Linked DNA regions of Zea mays: region 2 is linked to region 1. Evidence: chromatin contacts called from public Hi-C data. All regions are on one chromosome and are shown on one strand. Each heading gives the region's core, a stretch centred on a gene start, on an enhancer-like site or on the middle of the called end of the contact. The rest is flanking DNA. Distances are from core to core; before and after follow the strand shown. Region 1 holds the start of LOC103647645 (putative E3 ubiquitin-protein ligase RF298). Region 2 holds the start of LOC100303875 (Hydrophobic protein RCI2B).

What was found. A called contact is a pair of places that touch in the nucleus more often than the background predicts.
Region 2: a contact with region 1 is called in a Hi-C map of tassel, with 2.5 times the contacts expected there. The contact joins the promoter of LOC100303875 here to the promoter of LOC103647645 in region 1. A contact is called at or near these places in 2 of 25 Hi-C or Micro-C datasets (ear and tassel).

The regions. Positions count from the first base shown.
Region 1 is chr2:204,447,186-204,452,545 of Zm-B73-REFERENCE-NAM-5.0, forward strand. LOC103647645 (putative E3 ubiquitin-protein ligase RF298) reads right to left here and starts at 2,389. Exons shown (of 3, transcript XM_008672149.2): 1 at 2,096-2,389; 2 at 1-1,926. The coding sequence starts at 1,804.
Region 2 is chr2:205,004,876-205,010,541 of Zm-B73-REFERENCE-NAM-5.0, forward strand. LOC100303875 (Hydrophobic protein RCI2B) reads left to right here and starts at 1,686. Exons shown (of 2, transcript NM_001320456.1): 1 at 1,686-1,815; 2 at 2,454-2,793. The coding sequence starts at 1,723. The coding sequence ends at 2,579. LOC103647650 (aspartic proteinase nepenthesin-2-like) reads left to right here and starts at 4,563. Exons shown (of 1, transcript NM_001319754.1): 1 at 4,563-5,666. The coding sequence starts at 4,610.

The sequences.
Region 1 (5,360 bases), core at 1,139-3,638:
GAGCAGAAGCTTCTGCCTTCTCCAACTGAGCATTTGCCCTAGAAATTGCAGACTCCATCTCTAGAAGCTTTTTCCGAGTACTCTCTTCCAAATGATGCCTCTCTTCTTGCAGACGGTCTGCCTCTTCCTTCTCTTTCCTGAGTGACTGAAGTTCATCCTTCTCCTTTGCAAGTCGGTGTGCGACCTGCATCACTTTCTGTTGAGCCCAGTCTGTCCAGTCACGTGTATGTGCTTGCAGTTCTTTCTGCCTCTGGACAAGAATCAAGACAATTTCATCCTTTTTATCTTGTGGGATCCAGACCTTCTGTTCTTCATCATATGAAAAATTAATTTTGCTACTAGAGTCCACTACCTCAGTATTGGAATCATGACTCAAAGATGGTGTTAAACTATCACTTGAGGACAATGCCAATGAAAGATCTGTGCTAGCAGCAGGTGCTGAGTTTGAGTTACTAACTACCTTGGCATCAAATGATGGAGAAGGGGAAAGGGTACCAGTAAAGGAAAGGTCAACTGATACTTCTGATCCAGATATGCTTGCAGCAAACCCTTTAGCAACTCTTGATGAGCCCTTCAAGTTGCTAGTAGTAGAATCGGAAAATGACCTGCACTTCCTCTCCAATACTGCACTGGCTGAAGAGCTTTGCTTGCCAGACCTAAGAGAGCCTTTGGAACCCAATGCTCGGGAACTTTTATCATAGTTCGTCAACTTCTGCCGATGAAAGGAGTCCCTCTTAGAGCCCCCCCTCTTGCTTGGGGACGACTTGTCATTTTTCACAGATTGTGTCGCAGCAGCAACAAATGGTTGGTCCTCTGAATGATCACATATAGGAACATGGTGTTTTTTTGGCTCAATATTCGGGATGACACACTGAGTCTTGTCCGATACCGAGGGTTCGGTATTTGATACATTCGGGCTTGCTTGTGCCGTTGATGAATCAGCTTTTATAGCACCATACGAGCCAGGTGGCACTGGGGTAAGTTTTCCACGGAAAGTAACGCCAGTCTGCGGGTTGGTAATAGAAACTGACAAATTTGAACCTGAACCGGGTTCGTAGTTTCCCGCGACTGGTTGGGCAATAACTTGAGCAGACACAGCTGGGAGGGAGAAACTGTTATAGTCCATGGCACATGCATTTGCCACATTCATATCCGACATAAGCAAGCAATACATTACATCGCCTGGGGTGTTGAATGGCTGAGCCTCAGTTACCAACGTAACCATACTGCCAAGCACAGCCTCCTCAATCTTCCTCATGTCTTCAACAGAGGCACCCTCCCTTGGCAACATGTCCCCTTCCGTCTTGAGAACCTCAACCGCCGCCTCTCCAAACCCAGCAAGGCTCTCCCTCCAGTCGTATTGCGCAGCTGTCCGCATAATAGCAGCACGTGCGGCCGCCTCAGAGTAGCCCATTGTGGTGATCAGACTCACACTATTGTCAAAGGTGGTGTCCAGACTCTTGAGAAGGATCTCCTCCAGCTGCATCTCATTTGGGTCACCCCAATTCACATATCGCTGGCACTCCAACAAGTCCTCCGCAGTAGGGTGGAGATCCTTGCAGTTTTCGCACGAGTTCTGGAGGAGGTCAAGGCTGACACCCTCAGCGGCGGCTACCGCGGCTGCCATGGCAACCTTCTCGGGCGACATAAACTCGAATCCCACGCAGTCCGTCGTCAGTGGGTACTCCAGCCCGAATGGGCCCAACTCCGTGGATGGTGTCTCGGCACGGTACTTTCGCTTATTCCGGCTGGCGGCCTTCTCTTGCGCCGCCGATGGCGGCGGCGGGGTCGCGATAGTAGACATCAAGGACGCGGCCCTTTTTCCCCCAAACGCAGAAGCGATGCGATGCAAACGAAAATAAGGATAAGTTCTTCACGGACGGATTGAACTGACAAGGTTGCCACGCGCATTATCAAGGAAAAAACCTGGAAAATTCAGAAAAGGGTATTGTAAGAATCGTGAAGCTTGGACGAATCAACAAACAACCAACGAAAAACTCCTATGCGCTGAGTCGTAAGATCAGATGGTCACGACGCCTTAATCCGATCTGGTACAGCCCGACGAGAGAATCAGGTGACGGATCGACACACGTACCGGATTGGATCGGACGGGATCGAGGCGGTGGCGGCGGCGGCTGGTGATCAGGGGATGGGCGATAAGCGTATGGCGAGATGGGGGTGAAGGGGAGGCGGAGGAAGAAGGGCTCTGATGTCTGATGAGAGGGGGAGGAGAGATGACTAGACGAGGAGGAGGACTGCAGGAGGCGTGCCTCGCTATGTAGGCCTCGCCGAGTCACACGAGTCACTCGCCAATCGCCACCACCAGCCAGACCTGGGAGAAACTGGGCTGGGTTCGGTAAAATCTCTATCCATTTCAGGCCCCAGCCGCATTCCGATATGAGGCTCAACCCTGTAAAGATATGGGCCCCTGTACGATGAATGACTATCCCAGTGATTGCAGCCATCGTGTTGTGTTATATTTCCATACCAAAGTTAGCCCTCCAAATCCCCAATCCGAATAGGCATCTGTTAGATGATGTATAATGTTTTGCTTACTTTTTTTACTTAACTTATTGTAGGATTTCCTACAGTATTTTTATTTTAGAGCAAGAATTTACAGAGCAAGGGGAGTAAGGGGGTTAGTTTACAATGCTTGTAACCAGGTTATAATGTCTTATGTTAACTGATCTCTCATTTTATATGTGATAAGGAGCAACTCCTTTTTGAACATATCTTTGCATAATTGTGTTGTTGGAGGGATACTGAAAGGGAATTAGGCTTACACCTAGTCCCTAATTAATTTTGGTGGTTGAATTGCCCAACACAAATATTTGAACTAACTAGTTTGCTCTAGTGCATAAGTTATACAGCTGCTAAAGGTTCACACTTAGCCAATAAAAAGACAAAGTATTGGGTTCAACCAAAGAGCAAAGGGACAACCGAAGGCATCTCTGGTCTGGCGCACCGGACTGTCCGGTGTGCCACCGGACATGTCCGGTGCACCAGAGGACTCAAACTTCGAACTCGTCACCTTCGGGAATTTCCAGAGGCGACTCCGCTATAATTCACCGGACTGTCCGGTGTACACCGGACATGTCCGGTGCTCCAAGGAAGAGCGGCCTCCGGAACTCGCCAGCCTCGGGAATTTATTGAAGCTGCTCCGCTATAATTCACCGGACTGTCCGGTGTACACCGGACTGTCCGGTGTAACAGCGGGGCAACGGCTATTTCGGCGCCAACGGCTACCTGCGACGCATTAAATGCGCGCGCTGCGCGCGCAGTGGTCAAACACGCCCATGCTGGCGCACCGGACAATCTACAGCGCATGTCCGGTGCGCCACCGGACATCATGGCGGGCCCAGAGGTCAGAGCTCCAACGGTCGGAACCCAACGTCTTTGGTGACGTGGCTGTCGCACCGGACATGTCCGGTGCGCCATCGAACAGACAGCCTCACCAAAACGGCTAGTTTGGTGGTTGGGGCTATAAATACCCTCAACCACCCACCATTCATCGCATCCAAGTTTTCCACTTCCCAACTACTTACAAGAGCTCTAGCATTCAATTCTAGACACACTCAAGAGATCAAATCCTCTCCAAATTCCACATAACGTCCTAGTGATTAGAGAGAGAGATTTGCTTGTGTTCTTTCGAGCTCTTGCGCTTGGATTGCTTTCTTCTTTCTTGATTCTTTCATTGCGATCAAACTCACTTGTAATTGAGGCAAGAGACACCAATCTTGTGGTGGTCCTTGTGGGAACTTTGTGTTCCAAGTGATTGAGAAGAGAAAGCTCACTCGGTCCGAGGGACCGTTTGAGAGAGGGTAAGGGTTGAAAGAGACCCGGCCTTTGTGGCCTCCTCAACGGGGAGTAGGTTTGCAAAAACCGAACCTCGGTAAAACAAATTCGCGTGTCTCACTTCATTACTTGCTTGCGATTTGTTTTGCACCCTCTCTCGCGGACTCGATTATATTTCTAACACTAACCCGACGTGTAGTTGTGATTATTTTTGAGAATTTCAGTTTCACCCTATTCACCCCCCCTCTAGGCGACTTTCAATTGGTATCGGAGCCCGGTGCTTCATTAGAGCCTAACCGCTCGAAGTGATGTCGGGAGATCACACCAAGAGGGAGATGGAGACCGGCGACAAGCCCACTACAAGCCAAGGGAGCACTTCATCGGAAGAGTCCCGCACCAAGAGGAAGGAAAAGAAGAAGGACTCCTCCAAACGGAAGGAGAAAAGATCTTCCTCTTCTCACCACAAAGAGAAGAAGGAAAAATTTTCTTCTCACAAGTCGCATCGGAAAGGCGACAAGCACAAGAGGATGAGGAAAGTGGTCTACTACGAGACCGACACTTCATCAACATCGACCTCCGACTCCGATGCGCCGTCCATAACTTCTAAGCGCCAAGAGCGCAAGAAGTTTAGTAAGATCCCCCTACACTATCCTCGTACATCTAGATCTACTCCATTACTTTCCGTTCCATTAGGCAAACCGCCAACCTTTGAGGCGAAGACTATGCTAGGTGGAGTGATTTAATGAAATTTCATCTAACCTCACTCCACAAAAGTATATGGAATGTTGTTGAGTTTGGAGCACAGGTACCATCCGTAGGGGATGAAGACTATGATACGGACGAAGTGGCCCAAATCGAGCACTTCAACTCCCAAGCCACAACCATACTCCTTGCCTCTCTAAGCAAGGAGGAATACAACAAGGTGCAAGGGTTGAAGAATGCAAAGGAGATTTGGGACCTTCTCAAGACCGCACACGAGGGTGATGAACTCACCAAGATCACCAAGCGGGAAACGATCGAGGGGAGCTCGGTCGTTTTCGTCTTCGCCAAGGGGAGGAGCCACAAGATATGTACAACCGGCTCAAAACCTTGGTGAACCAAGTACGCAACCTCGGGAGCAAGAAGTGGGATGACCACGAGGTGGTTAAGGTTATTCTAAGATCTCTCATTTTCCTTAACCCCACTCAAGTTCAATTAATTCGTGGTAATCCTAGATACACACTAATGACCCCCGAGGAAGTTATCGGGAATTTTGTGAGCTTTGAATGTATGATCAAGGGCTCAAAGAAGATCAACGAGCTTGACGAACCCTCCACGTCCGAAGCACAACCGGTGGCATTTAAGGCAACGGAGGAGAAGAAGGAGGAGTCTACACCAAGTAGACAACCAATTGACGCCTCCAAGCTCGACAATGAGGAAATGACTTTAATCATCAAAAGCTTTCGCCAAATCCTCAAGCAATGGAGGGGGAAGGACTACAAACCCCGCTCCAAGAAAGTGTGCTACAAATGTGGTAAGCCCGGTCATTTTATTGCAAAATGTCCTATATCTAGTGACAGTGACAG
Region 2 (5,666 bases), core at 436-2,935, 560 kb after region 1:
GCTATCCCTTGAACCGGCCATTGAGGGTCGATTTGATGGGTCTAGATATGTGGTCCCCAGCGAAGTCGCCAAAAAGTGTGTTGACACCTTTTGGGGCGCCAAACACTTCAACAAGAACCAGCGGCGGTGCTCTCTGGTCAGGCGCTATCGCGAGGCTAGGGTTCCCTGCCTGACGGCCGGACGGTCCGCGCGTACGCAGGGGCGACAGAGGATCGTCGGCGGCATCTGGATCTCGCTCCCAGGAGGGACCCCATCGGGGAGGAGAGATCCTAGGTGATGTTTAGGCTCGGGTAGACCGACCTAGACTCCTCTAATCGACGTGAAGTCGAAGAGAAGCGGAGGATTTGGGGATTGGAAGACTAAACCTAAATTAGACTAGAACTATTCATAGGATAAAATGTAAATTATATTGATTGAAGGTTCGATTGATGATTACAAATCGGCCGTATGCCTCTCTATTTATAGAGGAGGGGGCTGGACCCTTTACAAACTAATTTCCGAGCTTATCCCGAGATTCTCGCCAACAAACATAGCAAGAAACTCGGAACCCTAATCTGTTCTGCGCTTGCGCGGACCGTCCGGCCTCTTATTTTGGTGCCCAACACAAGGAAAGCGAGAAATCAAATATGCATAAAAGGAAAAGAGGAATAAGAGGAAGCAAGCACTATTTCTGAAATAAGTAAAACAAGACGAGGTCGCCCTGTTAGATGAAGGTTTAATTATGATATAATGAACTGTAGCAAAGGAGGATTTGTAACCGAGATAAAGACGTGCTGGTATTGTTGAGAGACGGACTTTCTCAGGGTGCCCTGAATGAACTGACACGAAGACTCAAAACTGAACACGGTTCGAAAATTCTCACCTTGCCTGCATCCTACCTGATGGCGAGGATCATGTCCATTCCCACAAAGCGCTTGACTCGTTCATTAGACTGACTGGACGCAGTATGAGCTAGGTGCACCCAACTGACTCACACAAACCTGTTTCAATTGTCCATGAGTCAATAACTAAAATAATCTCTCTTCTGGCTGTGTGTTCCTACGTAACAGAGGCCGGAAGATGTGTTTTCAAAAACTTACAACTCATTGTATAAACTTAAAATTAATATATCCCCCATTTCAAAAAAAAAACTCCCTTTTTCCAAACGAGCCCCGGATAGCTTATTAACATAGTCTTAGCTTTACGATGCAACTGCCAACTGCCTGTGAAAGTTATTAAAGTAAAAAAAAAAGAGAGTGATGGAGATACGAAGTTGAGCTATGATAAGTAGAAAACCTAATATATAATACTCTACGGAGTATCAAAATGCTTCGTCACTGCCTTTCTAATTTCCACTAGAAAAAAACGAGATGGATTAGGACGGAGGGGAAGGAAAACGACGGATCGTGTTTGACTCGACATCTACAATCACGGTCCGTGACGGGCCATGGAGTGTTCCGCGGCCCACCACCGGTGGACAGACACGTGCCGGGACACTGGAGAGTTCCGCGGTGCGCACGGCACGAGACCCCGCGTGTCCGGCTGTCCGCCTCGCTGTTTCCCTACCCGAGCCCGACCGGTAAAGACGTAAAGTGAAACGGAGACGAAACCCGCTCGCGTTTTCTTCTTTCAGAAAACGAAATCCACTCAGGAGCGAGGAAAGAGGGACAGAGGAGGGATAGATCCCCGGGCTCCACGCCTCCACAACCATCCGTCCCGATCCCGACCAGCTTTGAGATCGCGATGGCGGACGGCCGCTGCTGCACCTTCCTGGAGATCCTCTTCGCCATCATCCTCCCGCCCCTCGGCGTCTTCCTCCGATTCGGCTGCTGCAGAGTAAGCCCCCCTTCCCTTCCTTCCCTTCGCCACCGGTCACCCCATGATCCGATGATGCTCCGTGCGCACGCCTCTTGGCGCGGACCTGCTCGTTGATTCCTAGCTAGTTGATTTCACGGCCCGTTTGCCCCCGCGAGCCTGCCTAGCTTCGGGCTAGGTTTCAGTAGGCGGATTGTTCGGCTCCAAGCGTATTCGGACCGTGCTTGGTCTGAATTCCAAAATATAGGGGCGTCAAACGATGAACTGCCTCTGAATCTTATGCCGTGCCCTCGTAGATCCCTGCATAAACTGTAGTACCTGATCTGCTTCGTTCCCGTGTTGGCCATTTGACTAGGTCATAAATTCATGTTTGATGTTTCCGTAGCCCTCAGAAGCCCATTACGTTGATGTGATGTGACAGTGATGCTCTGTTATAGGACAAGCCAGCAGCATCCATTTCGCAACCACAATTTTTCTCCTGATGGGAAGGAGTGGGTAAATCAGACAACTAATTTGACTAATCTGAACCATGAATGAAACTCAGCGTGGGATGGAGCAGTGACATATACAATTGTCTGTTTTTGTCGTGGTAACTCTGTTGATGACATTTTACTATCCCTGGAACATACTGACGGTACGCTTTCTTGTCTTCTTAACAGATAGAGTTCTGCATCTGCCTGCTGCTCACAATCCTTGGCTACGTCCCCGGAATCATCTACGCGATCTATGTCCTTGTTGCTCTCGACTCTGACCAGCACGAGAGGGAATACTACACCCTTGCTTAGAGCATCTGGTTGTGCCAGGCGGGCCTGCACAGTTGAGTCGAAATCAGTATTTTTTTTCTCATGTGGATTGTCTGACATGGCATAAGCGGCAATGGGTAACCAAGTGTTGTGGTCTATATCTCTGTTACCCAACTTGTGAGCTCTCTTTATTGTGCTCCAGTTATTCAATCTGTAATTGTGATACTACAAGAGAATAAGATGCGCATGTATCTCTGAGAGCAACTGTGATTTATGATTGGTGCTACCTTGGGCTCAAAAACATGTGAACAGTCGTTCTATGAAATGCGATGTGTACACACATGTTCTTTGAAATCTCCTGCAGACCAAAAGGGGATACTGCCAGATGTATCGTGCAGTAATTTTGACGTATGTTGCTCTGGGCCACTTCTTTCTTACACACAGAATAGAACTGATATAAATTGTGCCCCTTGACGAGCAGCTGGTAAACACCTTCATGCTGACGATGGTTCAGTGTGCAGGCAGTAAAATATGTACTCCCTCAATTTCTTTTTAGTTGTCGCTGGATAGTTACTATCCAGCGACAATTAAAACGAAATGAAAAGAGTATCAAAATGACTCGTTTCCCGTGCTGCATGTTCGTGACCATGTGCAACCCAGCGGCTTGCTGCCGCTCTTGATGCTTTGTTTAATGACACTTCGGATTGAGCCTATATATATGTTTGCTTGTCCCGAAAATCTGGTAGGCATACGCTGGTTGATTCAGGAGGTTTTGGTAGTGTATTTATTCTGAACAATACATCTGATTCTCTTCTGGATTCTTAACACCGCCGCTTCTGAAACTTTTTTTTGTTACTGATTAATTGGACCGGTCGTCATCCGTGGCCTACAAGTTCTGGGAAGAATGGAAGATCATTGGGGAGAATATAATCAGCGAACGAGACAGATCCATGGTGCAGGTGTACCGCGCCGCACGGCTGGTTCATGTTGCACCGTCACTGTCACCACTAAAATTAGTCACTGTCAGCCTCACCAAAGTTAAGGCGCCGCCGAGTCGACCCGTGTAGACAGAAGCCTTCGTGCCCGGTGGTCGTTCCACCCTGATCACGACAACGCGAGGCTAGAGAAGCTGCCAGCCGAGCAGCCGAACAGGTGGCATACGACTACCTGATGAGGACCACGACGATAGAACCGGTTGCTGCCTCTCATCCGTCAACGTGAACGGAAAAAAAAACCAAGTATGCAATCCAGAACATGTATATGTACTGAAGACACTGAAAATAATAGTACTGTTTTCTACTCCAATCTCTGTGTCCCCTCTGGTGTGCCATTGTGTGCATCGAACGATTTTCTCAACATTTCTGTCCGATCACTGCAATTGTAAGCTTCTCCTTTTGGGAAAATTCAGTCTCTGATAGAGGTGTTGAGCAGCCCGTGCCGTCGTGCGCCTGCTCGAGACAAGTTAGCTGCTGCGGGACCGCGCCAAGCTTAAGTGGAGCGACTAGGGCGACATCGCCCGCGAGGTGTTCGTGCATTGCACCGACGACGCCGCGGCCGCGGGGAAGCCCCCCGGCGGCGGCAACAGTGCCAAGACCCCCAACCGGTGCAAGAACAAGATCGAGTGAGTCCATGGAGAAGCGGTACCGGGCGGAGTCCGCCGTGGTGGCGCGCGCGGGCCCCGCCGCTGCCGGCCCGTCGTGGGGCGGTGGGGGTTCGGTTCTTTGCCCGCATGGACGGGTCTGGCCAAGCGTCGTCAGTCTCGTCACACACGCAGACACGCTAGTACTACTTGGAAAAGGGGTTCGTTGGGCAGCTCTGGTCGTCTTCCCGGTGGACAAAACCGCGTTTTTCCACGGCCACCGTCCCAAAAATTCGTCGATTCCAACCCCGCATCGCCTCCTCTCCGCGTTCAAAACCCACGCATCTCGCCCCCCGCAGTCGTCTTCCCCGACCCGCGTTTCTTTATTATATTTTCCCCCAAATTCCACCTCCACCAACCTCCTCTCCCACCACCGCCCCCGCCGTCGCCTGCTGTTCCATGAAGGACTAATCCGTCGGTCCACTTCTCAGCTATGGCGCAGCTCGCGGTGCGGTCGCTGCTGCTGTCCCTGCTCCTGGTCTCGCCAGTTGTGGCTTCACCTGGTATTGTGAAGCTCAACTCGTCGTCGACCCTCTTCGGCATCGAGTTCCCGCCGTTCAACACCGCCGTCGCCGCGACCGGCTGCGACAGCAAGCTGGTTGCAGCCGACGAGGCGGGGGATGAGCAGAAGCAGCCGGCGAGCTCGTCCCCGTCGCTGCAGCTGCGCATGAAGCACCGGTCCGCGGAGGGGGGCAGGACACGGAAAGAGTCGTTCTTAGATAAGGCCGAGAAGGATGCCGTCCGCATCGAGACGATGCACCGGAGGGCGGCGCGCTCCGGCGTGGCCCGGATGCCGGCGTCTTCGTCTCCGCGGCGGGCGCTGTCGGAGCGGATGGTTGCGACGGTGGAGTCCGGCGTGGCGGTCGGGTCCGGCGAGTACCTGATCGACGTCTACGTCGGCACGCCACCGCGGCGTTTCCGGATGATCATGGACACCGGCAGCGACCTCAACTGGCTGCAGTGCGCGCCGTGCCTGGACTGCTTCGAGCAGCGTGGCCCGGTGTTCGACCCCGCCGCGTCCTCCTCCTACCGCAACGTCACCTGCGGCGACCAGCGCTGCGGCCTCGTGGCGCCGCCCGAGGCGCCGAGGGCGTGCCGCCGCCCCGCGGAGGACTCCTGTCCGTACTACTACTGGTACGGGGACCAGTCCAACACTACCGGCGACCTGGCCCTGGAGTCCTTCACGGTCAACCTCACGGCCCCGGGCGCGTCCCGCCGTGTGGACGGCGTAGTGTTCGGGTGCGGGCACCGAAACCGCGGCCTCTTCCACGGCGCGGCGGGGCTGCTGGGGCTCGGCCGGGGCCCGCTGTCGTTCGCGTCCCAGCTCCGCGCCGTGTACGGGCACACCTTCTCGTACTGCCTGGTGGAGCACGGCAGCGACGCCGGCAGCAAGGTGGTGTTCGGGGAGGACTACTTGGTGCTGGCGCATCCGCAGCTCAAGTACACGGCGTTCGCGCCCACGTCGTCGCCGGCGGACACATTCTATTACG